Regions from separate parts of the Bos taurus genome. Here region 2 is linked to region 1. A link is a contact called in public Hi-C data. All regions are on one chromosome and are shown on one strand. The core of a region is the stretch at or near the end of the contact, and the rest is flanking DNA. Distances in the headings are between cores, read along the strand shown. Region 1 overlaps PMF1 (polyamine modulated factor 1). Region 2 holds the start of SEMA4A (semaphorin 4A).

Region 1 (6,964 bases), core at 3,138-5,637:
GAAAGTCATTGATGTTTTTAAGGCATGAGTGATCCTTTTGTGTGTGTGTGTGTGTGTGTGTGTGTGTGTGTGTGTGTGTACTTAGGAGATGGCTCTCCACGGGCTTAAAAATCTATTTATTTGTAATGCTCTGATACAGTGATTGATCTTTTAAAGGTACTCTGACTGCTGTGCAGGATATTAATGGATTGTTGGTAGGATTACCTTAAGGTCTTTCTAGGCTTCTAGACTCTGATTTTTTTTTTTTTTTTCTTTTTGCGACCTCAACCCATATCATGACAGATATATTTAAAAAGCATTGAGTGTCTTGACTGAGGTGGTGGTTATGCAAGGTTACACATGTGGTAAAGATACACAAATAGAAACAAATGTATGTATAACTGTTGAAATCTGAATGAGTTCTGTGGATTGTACCAGTGTCAGCTTCTTGGTTTTGATATTGTACTATGGTGTGTAAGATGTTAACATTGGGGAGAGCACATTTCTTTGCAGCTTCCTCTAATCTATTACTATTTCAAAATAAAATTGTCAAAAAATTTACATCATAAAAAGTACAAAAAATATCTATGCAGCATGTTCAGTAGAAAACAGTTGAAAACCACCAAAAATGTTCAACATTTGAAGGATGGTGGTTACGTAGGTATAATAACTATCTAGTAAAATCCTGTTGAGGGCAGTCCAGTGGTTAAGACACCATGCTTCCACTGCCCGGGGTGTGCAGGTTTGATCTCTGGTCGGGGAACTAAGATCTCCTATGCCACATGACTATGGAGTTATTTAAAATTCCATTTTGAATAATACTGACTTATGGAAAAAATGATCATGTTATAACGGTAAGTTTAAAAATCAGGTTATGTCATGGGGAGAAGTATCTGTATCCCATATTAAATATAATTTTTATCTAGTCATATTAAAATTGTAGTTGACTAGGTGATGTGTTATATTTTTTATTACTCTAAGATGACACTTATTAGGTCAGTGTTGAGCTTTTATTTTTGAAGCCGTTCCCATTATTTTTAAGTCTAAATCATCTTGTCTGCCCTACTTGTCAGGTCACGGTCCTGTGCCTGGGATGCTAACTGCATGGTAGGAGCTGAAACAGTCCAGATAAGAGATGGTGTAGATGAGAGGGGTGGGTGGATATGAGCTGATCAGAGAGAGAATCGGATTGGATTGGAAGGGAAGGTGAGGGGGAGGGGACCTCCAGGAGGATGCTGCCTCTTCCTGATGGTGGTTGAGTGCAGTTTTACCATCTACTGAGATGAGGAAGAAACACTCCCCCGTGAGTTGGGGGAGAGAAATGAGTCCGGGGTTGGAGATCAAGACCTCTGTTTGGATAGTTTCAGTTGGAGATGCAGGGCAGCCACACTTGTGTATCTCAGCTCCTTTGCCCCCTCATCCTCCTACCCCACCAGCTGTGAAACCCACCTTCAGGGTCCTGACTGCACTCCTCTGCCCCTGCACTCAACCTCTGAGCAGCTGTAGAGTCTCACCCATGGTGGAAAATGGTGCTTCCACACAGCCATGTTCTTGGGATTCATCTGGGCGCTCAGCGAGCCCATTATCCTCATGTCTCCTGTCAGCTCTCTTCCCCTTCTCCACAGAAGTATTAATATTTAAAATGTTTACCCTGTCCCCCAGGCCCTTCCCCTGCTACCTCTACACGCTCACTGAAAACGGCCTCAACACCTGGTCCACAGAGAGAATAGAGACACCAGGCAGGGGTTCAGACGCCTGTAAACTTGGCTGGGATGCCTGGTCTTGCATCCTCCTAGCTCCCTCCCTGTCAGTGTCCTTCCCTTCACATCCCAGGCTGTGACCTTGGGTCTCTGCATTCCCAGCTTCTAGTTCTCCATCTCCAGTTTTTTCCCTCTGCTTAGGGGATTTTGACACCATTCTCCTAAAACCTTCGTTTCAAGGTCAATAATAACTCTTTGTTGTTAAATACTTTGGATTTTTTTTCATCTTTAATGTACGTGCTCTCCTTGTAGCATTTGACACTATTAACCACTTGTCTGTCCTTGAAATTTCTCCCTTGGCTTCCAACACCATCCTCTGTCCTTTACCGCACTGGCTGCTCCTTCTCGGGCTCTTCTTCGTCCACTTGTCCCTTAAATGTGCGAGCATTGCCCTTCTCCTGCTTCACCGGCACGTGTGCAGATCACAGCCCATTTGGTATCTTGCTGTGCTGAAAGCCCTTCAGTGGCTGTTCATCGCTCCTTACTGTGGCTTTCAAGGCCCCGCATGTTCTAGCCCCTGCCTGCCTCTTGTTCCCCTCTGCAGCTATACTTGGTCATCCTAACCTTCTCATTCCCTAGAGTGTCAAGAGCTTTCCTGCCTCAGGCTGTTTGCACTTGATGTTTGCTCTGCCAGAAATGGTTTTCTTGATCTTCTCTAAAGCCACCTTTCTCCCCTGGTTATTCTTTATCACAACACCTTATTTCATTCCTTTGTAAAGACTTACCATAGTATGTTGTTCTGTTGTTTGTTTGTGGTCTGTCTTCCCCACATGAAACGTAAGATCCTTGAGGACAGGATCTTATCTGTCTTATTCATCACTCTCTGCTCATTGCTTATTATGGTGCCTGGCACATAGTAAACATTCAGTAAATAGCTTTGGAATAAGTGAGGATTCTCAAGCCACATCTTTCTCCCGAGCTTCAGGCCTCTATCTTTAACAGTCTACTACTAGAAATCTCTACTTGGTATCCCACAGAACCATCACGTTCAGCAAAACAGGATTTCTCTTCCCTCTGTGGTCCCCACATTGGTTGAAAATACCACCATCTACTCATTCTCTAGGCCAGAGATTTGGGATTCCTCATTGACCCCTTGCTTCCAGTCAGCCACCATGCCCTGTTGGTTTCAGCCTGTCTCCTCAATCTCCTCTCCATCGTCATGCAAATGCTTCAGTCCAGGCCCTCACTGTCTCTCATAGAATTATTGCACCAGCTTCCAAAATGGCCCTCCATCCTCAATCTTGCTCCCTCCCTCCAGTCTATGGCTCAGATTTGAGCATGTCCTTCTGCTTATAATGTTCAGTTGGCTCAGGACTGCTCAGCTCCTTAGCTTAGTGTAAAGGCCATTCACCCCTTGGCCCTTCCCATCTCTCCAGCTGTGATCAGGGCCGTGGGTGTGCAGCAAGGCACACTTGGTGTGCAAACACACCACCCGCTCTTTCCACTTGCTTTTTCTCATTGCTAGAACGCCCTTCCCCTCTCTCAGTTAAGTAGGAACTTACGGCTGGCTTCCACCTAGAAAGGGCTCAACAAATGTCATGTATGAATACAGCCTTTTAAGATGTATCCAAATGCTTGACCCTCTCCCAAGTCATTAAAAGTCCTCAATCCCAAAGACCAAGAATTTATACAGAGGACAGGAATCTCTACAGAGTAAAAGCTGGTCTATTCACATGTCAGTTATCCAAAGGGATATTTCAAACTGCAGATTGAATTCCCCTACAACTCATGTTTTTCCATCCATGTTAGCTTGACCAGAGGGGCAAATTATATGATACACTCCAGAGTGACTGGGAGATTATTGGCCTCACTGGGCTGTCAGACCTCACAGACCCATACCCCTGTCTTCAGTTAGGGTGTCTTCCTTTCACTGGATCAGCTGAGGCAGAGACGTCCAAATCTGTCCTCTCGTAGGCTTCAGGACATAGAAATGTGGCCCCGTTGGAGCTTACCATATGTGACCTCTCCCTTATCTTCTGAAAATGAAGGGTTCATTTTGTCCATACAGCCTCCTGGACCTTGAGAAACAGCTGTTTTCCTGTTTAGCTAAAGCAAGTAGATGAGGTTTGCTGTGTTTTGTTATAAATCAGGACCCGCCAAGAGAGACAGTTGATTAGAGTTGGTGTTGGTGGGGCCCCGGTAGAAGTTGGCACCATTGAGGGCACGCCCAGTCTGCCACAGGTCCCCACGGCCCCCGGCAGTGGTGCCACGTGCGGTGTTCGTCCCGGGGGCACTGAGGGAGTGAGCGGTGACTGACAGTTCTTGAGTCTGAGGTGCCAGACTGGCCCAGTGCCTGTCCGGGTGCCGTTCCTGCCCAACACGTGCTACAGAGGGTGATGTGTAGAAACTGACTTGAAGCCTGTGTCTGACAGGGACCAAGGAAGGAGAGCTAATCGCATGTGTACGTGAACTGGTTGAGTTTTAAACGAATGGCAGAGACTGTTGGTGTTCATAGGAAACAGTTCTTCACAGGAAAAAGAGTGGTTTGATATTTAAAATATTCTGATTAAGTAAGTGCTTCAGAAATATCTCGCACTCTTTGAATGTGCAGATGACGCGTGCTGTTGGCAGCAGCTAGTTTCTGAAGTGTGGGTGTGACTCACAGACTGCGGTGTGTGGCTTCAGCCCGTTGTGCTGATTGTCTGCTCTTCGTGTGTTTCCAGATCACCCACCTCACCCTGTCCCCACTGTGTCGGCCGCCACCTCAGCTGTGCCTCCTTAGTCCCCCTCCCAGCAGCCAGAGGGGTTTCTAACATACAGATCTGATCTTGCCCCAGCCCTGCCCAAAGCCCCCTCCTCCAGCTCTTCCTATCATGATACGCTGTAGACTGTGTGTGTCTGACCCACCAGCCTGCAGACTGTGTGGCGGCCAAGGACGCCTGACCCAGAGCTGACGGCTCCACCATGTCCCAGCTCTGTGACCTTGGGCAGGCTCCTCTCTGCCTCAGCGTCTGCATCTGAAAAATGGGCACGGCGAGAGTAGACCCTTCCTCAGTTACCATGAGGACTAAGTGAGTTGCTTCACGTAGAGTGCCTGGCTCAGGCGGCACCCCGTGCGTGTTTCTCGTCACGGCATCTGCACCCCAGGCGCGCGTGCACTCTAATCTTCACGCTGCTGCCGGGCCTTCTGTCCTTCCCTCAAAGACTCCTGCTGCTCTTGGATGTTTCTTCCTCTAGGGAACCCTGTGGTTGGTCACATCATTGCAAATATTTTCTCCCACTTCGTAGGTTGTCTTTTCATTTCGTTTCTGATTTCCTTTGCCGTGTGAAATCTTGTAAGTTGGATTAGGTTCCATTTGTTTATTTTTGCTTTTATTTCTGTTGCCTTTGGAGACTGACCTAAGAAAACATTGGTATGATTTGTGTCAGAGAATGTTTCGCCTATGTTCTTTATTAGGAATTTTTTGGTGTTAGGTCTTATATCTAAGTCTTTAAGCCATTTTGAGTGTATTTTTATGTATGGTGTGAGCAAATGTTCTAGCTGGATTTACATGCGGCTGACTGACCTCTTATTTTCATCAGGGAACACTTCTGGTTTTTATTGCCCCCCTTTCTTTCTCAGTCCTGAGGCTGAAAAGGGGGAAGGGGGAAAGACCAAGCAGCGAAATATTTCTTTCTTCTCTTTTCTTTCTTTCTTTTTTTTTTCATTTTAGAGAAACATTTCTTAATAAAACAGGGCGGCTGTACAGGTGGCGGGTGGCAGGTGGAGAGCATGGGTTTCTGTCACAGTGCTCCCCAGCTTCTGTATATTTGTATTGCTGTCTTCACCCTCCATGCCTTTATTGAACGAAAACGCCAGTTCTCACCCGCCCTCTGGTGGACAGTCTGTGGAACAGGCGGGCAGGCAGGCAACAAGCTGGTTACCGTGGAGGAGGGCGCACCGGGTTTCTTTAGCACTAGTACACATGAGAAGGCAGTGGCGCCCCACTCCAGTACTCTTGCCTGGAAAAGCCCATGGACGGAGGAGCCTGGAAGGCTGCAGTCCATGGGGCCGCTAAGAGTCGGACACGACTGAGCGACTTCACTTTCACTTTTCACTTGCATGCATTGGAGAAGGAAATGGCAACCCACTCCAGTGTTCTTGCCTGGAGAATCCCAGGAACGGGGGAGCCTGGTGGGCTGCCGTCTCTGGGGTCGCACAGAGTCGGACACGACTGAAGTGACTTAGCAGCAGCAGCAGCAGTACACATGTTTACTTGTCTATGCCTCTGTCTTTCCATTCCTGCACAATTTATCTGCGTATGTAAACTGACAGATTGACTAGCCACTAGAGCTTGATTTTGACCTTAAATATTTTAAGTTAAACATATGTGAAAACTCAGTTTACAGTGAGGTTGTTTGGTTTTGTTTTGTTTTATATATGGAAGCACTGAGTCTTAGTTGCTGCATGCAGGATCTTTTTAATTGCAGCATGCAGGATCTAGTTCCCTGACCAGGGATAGAACCCAGGCCCCCATCAGAGAGATGTGGAATCTTAACCACTGGACCACCAGGGAAGTCCCTGCGATTAATTTTTAGTGCTGTGAATGACATGCTTTTTTGGTGAGTTCAAAAACAGTGATGGTGACTCAGATATTGCATAATAAGAGGAAGAAACAGGTTAAAATCAGTGAATGTATAGTCATCTCTGTTTTGAAATTCAGTAAATGCAGTTTTTAAAGTTACTTGCAGCACTATTTACAACAGCCAGGACATGGAAGCAACCTAAGGTCTATTGACAGAGAAATGAATAAAGAAGACGTGGTACATGAATACGATGGAATACGGCTCAGTCACAGAAAGAAACGAAATTGGGTCATTTGGAGAGGTATCGATGGACCTAGAATCTGTTACACAGAACGAAGTAAGTCAGAAAGAGAAAAACAAATATCGTACATTAACGATATATGTGTTTTATATATATAGCCAGTGTGTATGAGGAATCCAGAAAAATGGTGCAGATAAACCGAGTTCCAAGGCAGGAGCAGAGACAGACATAGAGAGCGGACTGTGGGCGCAGCGGGGGAAGGAGAGGGCGGCATGAATTGGGAGGTGGGGTTTGATATAAATACACTGCCATGTGTAAAACAGGGAGTTAGTGGGAACTGGCAGTGTGATACAGGGAGCTCAGCGTGGTGGTCTGTGAGGCCCTAGAGTGGCGGGGTGGGGCCGGGCTGGAACGTCTGAGGGAGCAGATATATGCGTACATACAGCTGATTCACTTCTTATACAGCAGGAAGTTACAA
Region 2 (7,613 bases), core at 3,692-6,191, 60 kb before region 1:
TTTGTACAGAGAGAGGGTGGGACCCTGTCAGCTCTGAGCATCCCCAATGTTGTGAGAGGTCCTGTTACATTATTTGCCGGGCCCCGTGCAAAATGAAAGTGTGGGGCCCCTCATTCAAAATCTAGACTTTCAAACATTCTATTTACCAAAATATCTTTCCAAGGTGGAATGCCAGAAAAGTTTTCAGGAGATTCCACAGAAAACTCTGTTTCCAAAGACCTTATCTCCTTTCTCCTTTTCTTCCCTCCTCCCAAACTCCTTCCTTGCATTTCTGAAATCACCTATCTCATATATAGCTTCTGCAGTTTACAACCTGAAAATCTTATGGATTACCAGATCAACGTCACTATGATTTCATGAACACATATGTGAAATTATTAAAAAATTGCAAATGCTTAAAGTTTTTTTTATGACAGTGCTATGTTTAAGTGGGAATAGACATTAGTAAACATTTTTTTAGTAAAAAAAAAAAAAAACAACCAAGACTTACAAGATGGCAGGACTTGGGCGTTAGACTGAGCGTGGGCCCCTGTGTGGGCAGCAAGAGAGAGGGCAGTGTGGCCTGAAGTCTGACTTCTGAGACTCTGGTACAGATGGGCAGTGATGGGGGCAAGGTGATCCTCCTCCCCACCAGGCTCCTCAGGGAACTAGCCTGGGAGGCCCTTGCGGAGGCAGTGGAGGCAGGAATTGTAGGCTTCTGTTTCCTCTTGAGTCAAGATTCACCCCAGAGATACTGTTTCTTAGCCCAGGGGAACTAGAACTTGCTTTCTCCATCCAAGTTGCTCAGAGTTGAGTTTGCCGGACCCGGGCAGGAGGAGGATGCCTAAGAGACACTGTAGCTAAGGGATTCACTCTGGAACGAGGCAGACCTGAGTTTACCTTTCCTTCTGGCTACTCTGCCTCACTTCCCTTATCTTTAAAATGTGGGGACTTCCCTGGGTGATTCGGTGGTTAAGACTCCATGCTTCCAATGCAGGTGGTGAGGGTTCTATCCTTGGTCAGGGAACTAAGATCCCACATGCCACATGGCAAGACCAAAAAAAAAAAAAGATTACTGTAGTACCTAGAAGCTAAAATTGTTGGGTAGATCAAAGCCTTTATCGATAAGGCAAACTTCATACTTGTGGTTGAGGTAAAGAAGACTTGTCAGAAGGAAGAACTAGGCTCAGGGCATTGAATCTAAGACTTCCGGAGAGAGAGGAACAAGGCAGAGGCCGGAGCCTGGGGCTGGAATCTCCTCCCTCCTCCCGGCTCCCCACCATCAGAACTCTTCCCAGACAAGCCAGTCCATTCAAGCAGAGAGGCCTGCAGCGGGGTAGGTTCCCACTCTAAACTGAGGGTTAGGGGGCATGAAATGTGGGGTCCAGGTGGGAGTTATCCTTGATTCTGAGAGTCTAGAAAATTTTCTCCGGGTGACTGGGCCCATGGCTTCTCCCAGGGACCTGGCAATGAGACTCCATGAGAGTCTGGGGGAGTCTAAACTAAGTGTTGTTGTTGTTTTTTAATTTATTTGGCTGTGCTGGGTCTTAGTTGCAGCATGTGGGATCTAGTTCCCTAACTAGGCATCAAATCTGGGTCCCCAAGTTGAGACTGCAGAGTGAGCTTGCCACTAGATCAGCAGGATCTAGTCTTGCCAGAAACAGCTGTCAGGAGCGGCTTGGCTGAGACCAGCCCTCAGAGAAATTGAGGGAAAATGAGGGCAGCGGGAAAGGGAAGAAGGCTGAGCCGACTCTGACAAGGAATTCTTCTAAGAAGGAGCCTAGGCTGTCCGCTTTGCTGTGGCAGGGACGTGGGGTGGGTGGATGTTACACAGCAGGAAAGGCTTCCTGACCGTGAGGAATATGCATTTAAGGAGGTGGTCTATTTATTAGAGTCGATTAGCCCTGGGACGTCTGTGCTCTGTTACCAGCAGTCAGCTGGGGCTGAGTGAGCAGGAAACTACCCACTTTCTAGGTCATGAAGTCTTTGGTGCTAGATGCCTCATTAACCCTGCATTATGAGATCCCTGGAGCCCTAAGGGAGGGGTGAGCAGCCACCATCCGGCCTTTGGGTGCCTCAGAAGTATGAGAGCAGATGGGAAATTTTCTGGGTCTCCCACTGGCCTGATGCTGCCCTAAGAGTGCTGGAGATAAGACTACAGAAGGAATTTTCTCAGCAAAGCCATGGATGAGCTGCTAAGTCACTTCAGTCATGTCCGACTCTGTGCGACCCCATAGACGGCAGTCCACCAGGCTCCCCCGTCCCTGGGATTCTCCAGGCAAGAACACTGGAGTGGGTTGCCATTTCCTTCTCCAATGCATGAAAGTGAAAGCGAAGTCGCTCAGTCGTGTCCGACTCTATCGACCCCATGGACTGCAGCTTACCAGGCTCCTCCGTCCATGGGATTTTCCAGGCAAGAGTACTGGAGTGAGGTGCCATTGCCTTCTCCGCCATGGATGAGAGCCTAATGCAATTGTTTTATTTATTACAAAAAATTTTTTAAACCATTTAAAAAATATTTATTTATTTGGGTCTTAGCTGTCATGCAGGCTCAGTTACCCCAAGGCATGTGAGACCTAAATTCCCTGACCAGGGGGTCGAAACTGTGTCCCTTGCATTGCGAGGTGGATTCTTAGATACTAGACCAAGGGGCAAGCCCCTAAATCATTTTTTAAAATGGAAGTATATTTAATTGACAATGTTGTGTTAGTTTCAAAAGTACAGCAAAATGTGGACTTCCGTGGTGGTCTAGTGGTTAAGACTCCATGCTTCCAATGCAGGATGTGGGGGTTTGATTCCTGGCTGGGGAAGGTCCCACATTGCTGGGTAGTGTGACCAAAAAAAAAAGAGAGAGAAAGAAGAGAAGATTGTGCAACAAAGTAATTCAGTTTTACATACACATATGTATATATAGATAAGAAAAGTCAAAGTGTTAGTCGCTCAGTGGTGTCTGACTCTTTGTGACTCCATGGACTGCAGCCCACCATGCTCTTCTGTCCATGGAATTCTCCAGGCAAGAATACTGGAGTGGGTTGCTGTTGTTTAATTGCTAAGTTGTGTCCGACTCTTTGCGACCCCATGGACTTGCAGCCCACCAGACTCCTCTATCCATGGTATTTCCCAGGCAAGAATATTGGAGTGGGTTGCTATTTCCTTCTCCAAGGGATCTTTCCGACCCAGAGATTGAGCCCAGGTCAATCTGCATTGCAGGCAGATTATATATAAACATATTCTTTTTCAGATTGTTTTCCATTATAGGTTATTACAAATATTAAATATAGGTCCCTGTACCATACTGGAGAAGGCAGTGGCAGCCCACTCCAGTACTCTTGCCTGGAAAATCCCATGGACGGAGGAGCCTCGTGGGCTGCAGTCCATGAGGTCGCTAAGAGTTGGACACAACTGAGCGACTTCACTTTCACTTTTCACTTTCACACATTGGAGAAGGAAATGGCAACCCATTCCAGTGTTCTTGCCTGGAGAGTCCCAGGGACGGGGGAGCCTGGTGGGCTGCCGTCTATGGGGTCGCACAGAGTCGGACACGACTGAAGCGACTTAGCAGCAGCAGCAGCACGTACTGTGCTCTAGGTCCTTGTTGTTCAGGATCGTATTGTTTTTTAAAGACTATGGCTCGGTTGGCCGTGGGAGGTCTGAAAGGTTATTCCACTTCAGGGACTTCCCTGTTGGTAGGAGTGGAGAGGTAAGTGAAAAGAGGAATATGAAAGACGGTGTCATGTCTCCTATCTGGGAAATCTTGAGCAAGAGGTAAAATCCCGACTAGGCTTGTTAGACTGGCTGTGACGATAGAGGGACAGGGGGATGGCTGAAATGACCTAGAAACTTTCTGGCCTTTTAAACTTTCTTGATAGACAGGTGAGAGGAGGGCCAAAGAGAGAGGTGTGTCTCCTTTTATTCCCCTCCCAGTCAACCAACTTCCGCCCAAGCCAGGGATCTGTCACAACTCGAGAGGTGGAAATTCTGGTTTCCCTTGCCCAGAGCTCCCAGTGCGGGCTTTGCCACTATGGGTACCTGGAGGGCCGCACTCCTGGCCCAGCCGGGCTGAGTCTCCTGTCCCCCACCTCTGGGGCCTGGGAGCCCTCCCTTCTTTCTCTTGGATGGCACCCCCCGCCCAAGAGTCTGGATACCTGGGTTCTATGCTGTGACTGGCTCAACGGTACGTGAGATGTGATGGCTGACTGGAGGGGTGGCAGACCAAGGGGAGGATTATGCAGAGACCAGGGGGACAGATAGCAGCAGCACTAAGACCAGAGAGACAGGGGGCAGCTGCAGAGGCTGGGAGACGACCAGCCTCTCCCTGCCCTGGGCCACTTTCCGTGTGATGCTACTAGTCAGCCTGGAGGGCTGGTCTCCCATCTCCTCTCTGCAAGAAGAGGCCTGTAGGCCTCAGAGTCAGAGAACAGAGCAGGCCGGTTCAGACCTGGTCTTCTTGTTTGGGTCATCAGAGGGTAGGGCTGAGTACAAGGCCCTGGGTATCAAGAGATCTGAAAGAGCCAGGAGAATCAAGTCTGAAGAATCTATACTGCGAGTGCAGGAATCTGCTCCCCAGAAAGTCCTGGAGCCAGGACCAGGCAGTGGTTTGGGATCTGGGCTATGGGAGGAGGAAAGGCAGAGTAGATAACAAGAAGGACTTCCTTGAGCGTAAGGTGAGGGAAGGCAGAGCCAGGCTATTGGTGCAAAGAGATCATAAGGGATGGGGAACAACTGGACTTCAATTCGGAGGGGAGAGTGGGGCAGAGTGAGGCCTGTGAGAATGATGGAAGTGAGACTCTCTGAGGGCACACTGGAGAGGAAACTGGCCCGTTCCCCTGCATCCCCCCCCCCGCCCCCTGCCATACACACTTCTGCTGCCTGGGGCTCTCTGATTGGTTCCCAGGGGGGATGTGGTAAGGACTGCTCACCCAGAGAGTACCCGGTGCCTGTTTCCCCAGAGACGTCCAGTGACAGCCCCTGGCTGAGCATGGCCCTTCCAGCCCTGGGCCTGGACTCCTGGAGCTTCCTGGGCCTTTTCCTCTTCCAGCTGCTCCTGCTGTTCCTGCCACCGGCGACAACTGCAGGGCGTGAAGGGCAGGGACCCACACCCAGGGTCAAATACCATGCAGGTAAGGATCTGACAGTCAGGAAGTAGGGGATGGCAGCCCCGGGCTGGAGGGGGTGGAGGAAGGAAAGAGAGAATGGAAGGAAAGGGGTAGGAAATTGGACTTGGAGAAACCACACTAGATAAGTCATGGAGAGGCAGAGGGCGTCAGGGAGAGAGAGACAGCCAGAAATAGAAATTCAGGCTGAGAAAGGAGTGAATGATGAAACTCACTTGGGGGAGAGACTGAGGAAAGGGAGGTGAGGAGAGCAGGGGGCCAGGGGCGTTGTGCCTTCTGGTTCTCCAGAGCTGGTGATTTCTCTTTCCCTCCTTCAGTGTCACTGTTATCAAACTGGGCACTTCAAACCCATAACTGCTTTCATGCCCCTAGGACATTTGAGGCTTAAGGGAATCCGTGGACCTGGTGACCCAGGACACGCAAGTGCACAGATGATGCTGGACCACGCTGTGTCCAATACTGTGGACACCAGGAATACAAGAACCCAGAGTAGCCTGGCTGGTATCTGGGCCCTGGGACCCTGTAGGCACAGCTTGACTGGTTTCTTACTGAGGCTGTGGGGGCTGCTGGCCTTCCACCTGCAGGGAAAAGACTCAGGAAAGGACATGGGCCCTGTCGGAGTTGCAGGGGCAGGGTCTCCTGGGCATGGCTGAGTCTTTTGCATCTTTCTGGGGCAACATGGTAAAGGAAATGCATGTTGCCCATTGATGGAAGGGCCTCCCTTGTGTTAGGTGCTGGGATTACAAGCATAAACCCTGCCCCCAAGGTGCTGATGGTCCCCAGGGGCAGGCAGGTGGGCTGTCACACAACCATACTTGAGGGTGATCAGTTCAGTGACAGAGGGGTTTATACAGCTCTGGGGAGGCCAGCCTCTCTGGCACCTTGCCACATGTTTCCCCAACTCCTCTTCGTGGTTGGTACTAAGATTCTCTGAGCCTCCAGAGCTAACAGTTAGCTCATCAGTCCTCTAATGCGAAAGTGCAAACGTGCTCATGAGAGAGAGAGTTTGAGAAGCTCATCTCTCCTCGCTGATGTGCCAGGGGCCCTATGTGCCAGGGGAACGGGCACACACGCCCACCTCCGCCACATCACAGTGATGGGGAGACCTCAGGGAATCTCCCACAGCCAGCCGAAATCCCCAGTCTGGGTGATATACAGGCGCCTGCAGGAAACTCAGGAGAAAAACATTTTCTTTCTGTTCCACCTATGGCAGTGGTTCTCATGGTAGAAATTTCCTGTAGAGGAGGGAAGGAAAGTGGGGTTGGTGAGTGGGACCCCTGAAACCCACAGTTACTCTGACACATAGTCCTATCTACCTCTAGCCTTCTTGTCTGTGGGTGCCAACACCTTCCTGTCTGTCTATCTGCTCTCTGCCCTCCCTGCCTGTGAGGACTGATGTGTCCTGCCCAGCCGCAGCCCCCTAGGCCTGAAAGAACATCCCTTATGCCTCACTTTATTTCCTGTCCCTTTGTCTGTCTCTTGAGTGTGGGGCACCCTCTGTCTGTCCCAGTCTGTTATTACCCTGAATCTGGTTGTCTTTCCTCTCCACTATGAGCTCAGCACCCAATGCTCCTAGGCTGTCAGCAGGATGGGGCAAAGCAGGGATCTGCTGCTGAAGAGTGGGTCCGGCTGCGAAGGCTGGGGGGAGCACACTCTGCCAACCCTTTCCTTCTCCTGCTTTTCTCTCATAAATCAGCTGCTTACCCACTGCCTTCTCATCACTCACCCCTTCTCACCACCTCTCAACAGGGGATGGACGCAGAGCTCTTAGCTTCTTCCACCAAAAGGGCCTCCAGGACTTTGACACTCTACTCCTGAGTGATGACGGAGGCACTCTCTATGTGGGGGCTCGAGAGGCCATTCTGGCCTTGAATATCGAGGATCCTGGGGTGCCAAGGCTGAAGAATATGGTGAGAGGCCAGGGAAAGGGTGCGGGCTGGAAGTGAGGAGGGGGCTGGCAGCTGCCCTGTGCCTGGACTGCCTATGCATGAATAACTACCCAATTTGCTGTTGCCTATAATCAGCAACGATTGGCAGGTCTTGGTGTGGACATATACACGTATGATTTTTATGACAGACAAGAAACACAAAAAAAATAAAAAAATAAAAAAAAAGAAAGAAAGAAACACAGCAGTGGCCTTACACTTCATGGGCACGATGAATACTGGTTGAATAATACTAATTGATAAAATGGCTGATACGGAAATTGACAAAGTGAAAGTGAAAGTTGCTCAGTCGTGTCCGACTCTTTGCAACCCCGTGGATAGTCCCTGGAATTCTCCAGGCAAGAATACTGGAGTGGGTAGCCATTCCCTTCTCCAGGGGATCTTCCCAACCCAGGGATTGAACCCAAGTCTCTTGCATTGCAGGCAGATTCTTTACCAGCTGAGCCACCAGGGAAGCCCAAGAATACTGGAGTGGGTAGCCTATCCCTTTTCAAGGGCCTCCTTCCCAACCTAGGAATTGAACCAGGATCTCCTGCATTAGCAGGCGGATTCTTTACCAGCTGAGCTACCAGGA

What was found. Hi-C and Micro-C count contacts between places; a contact is called where the count stands out from the background.
Region 2: a Hi-C map of an unstated tissue shows a contact between it and region 1, with 2.4 times the contacts expected there. The contact joins the promoter of SEMA4A here to the enhancer-like site in region 1. A contact is called at or near these places in 2 of 11 Hi-C or Micro-C datasets (skeletal muscle and an unstated tissue).

Annotation. Positions count from the first base shown.
Region 1 is chr3:14,562,969-14,569,932 of ARS-UCD2.0, reverse strand. The region is part of intron 1 of PMF1 (polyamine modulated factor 1); the gene reads left to right. Among named protein-coding and RNA genes, the nearest start is that of PMF1, 9.2 kb to the left of the region's middle. Within about 2 kb of position 4,387, at least 35 of the 102 cell types and tissues checked have an H3K27ac peak or open chromatin away from gene starts, as enhancers often do. A contact at or near this core is called in skeletal muscle, where this site is marked.
Region 2 is chr3:14,623,318-14,630,930 of ARS-UCD2.0, reverse strand. It overlaps SEMA4A (semaphorin 4A), which reads left to right and starts at 4,941. Exons shown (of 14, transcript NM_001075440.1): 1 at 4,941-5,099; 2 at 6,843-7,003. The coding sequence starts at 4,958.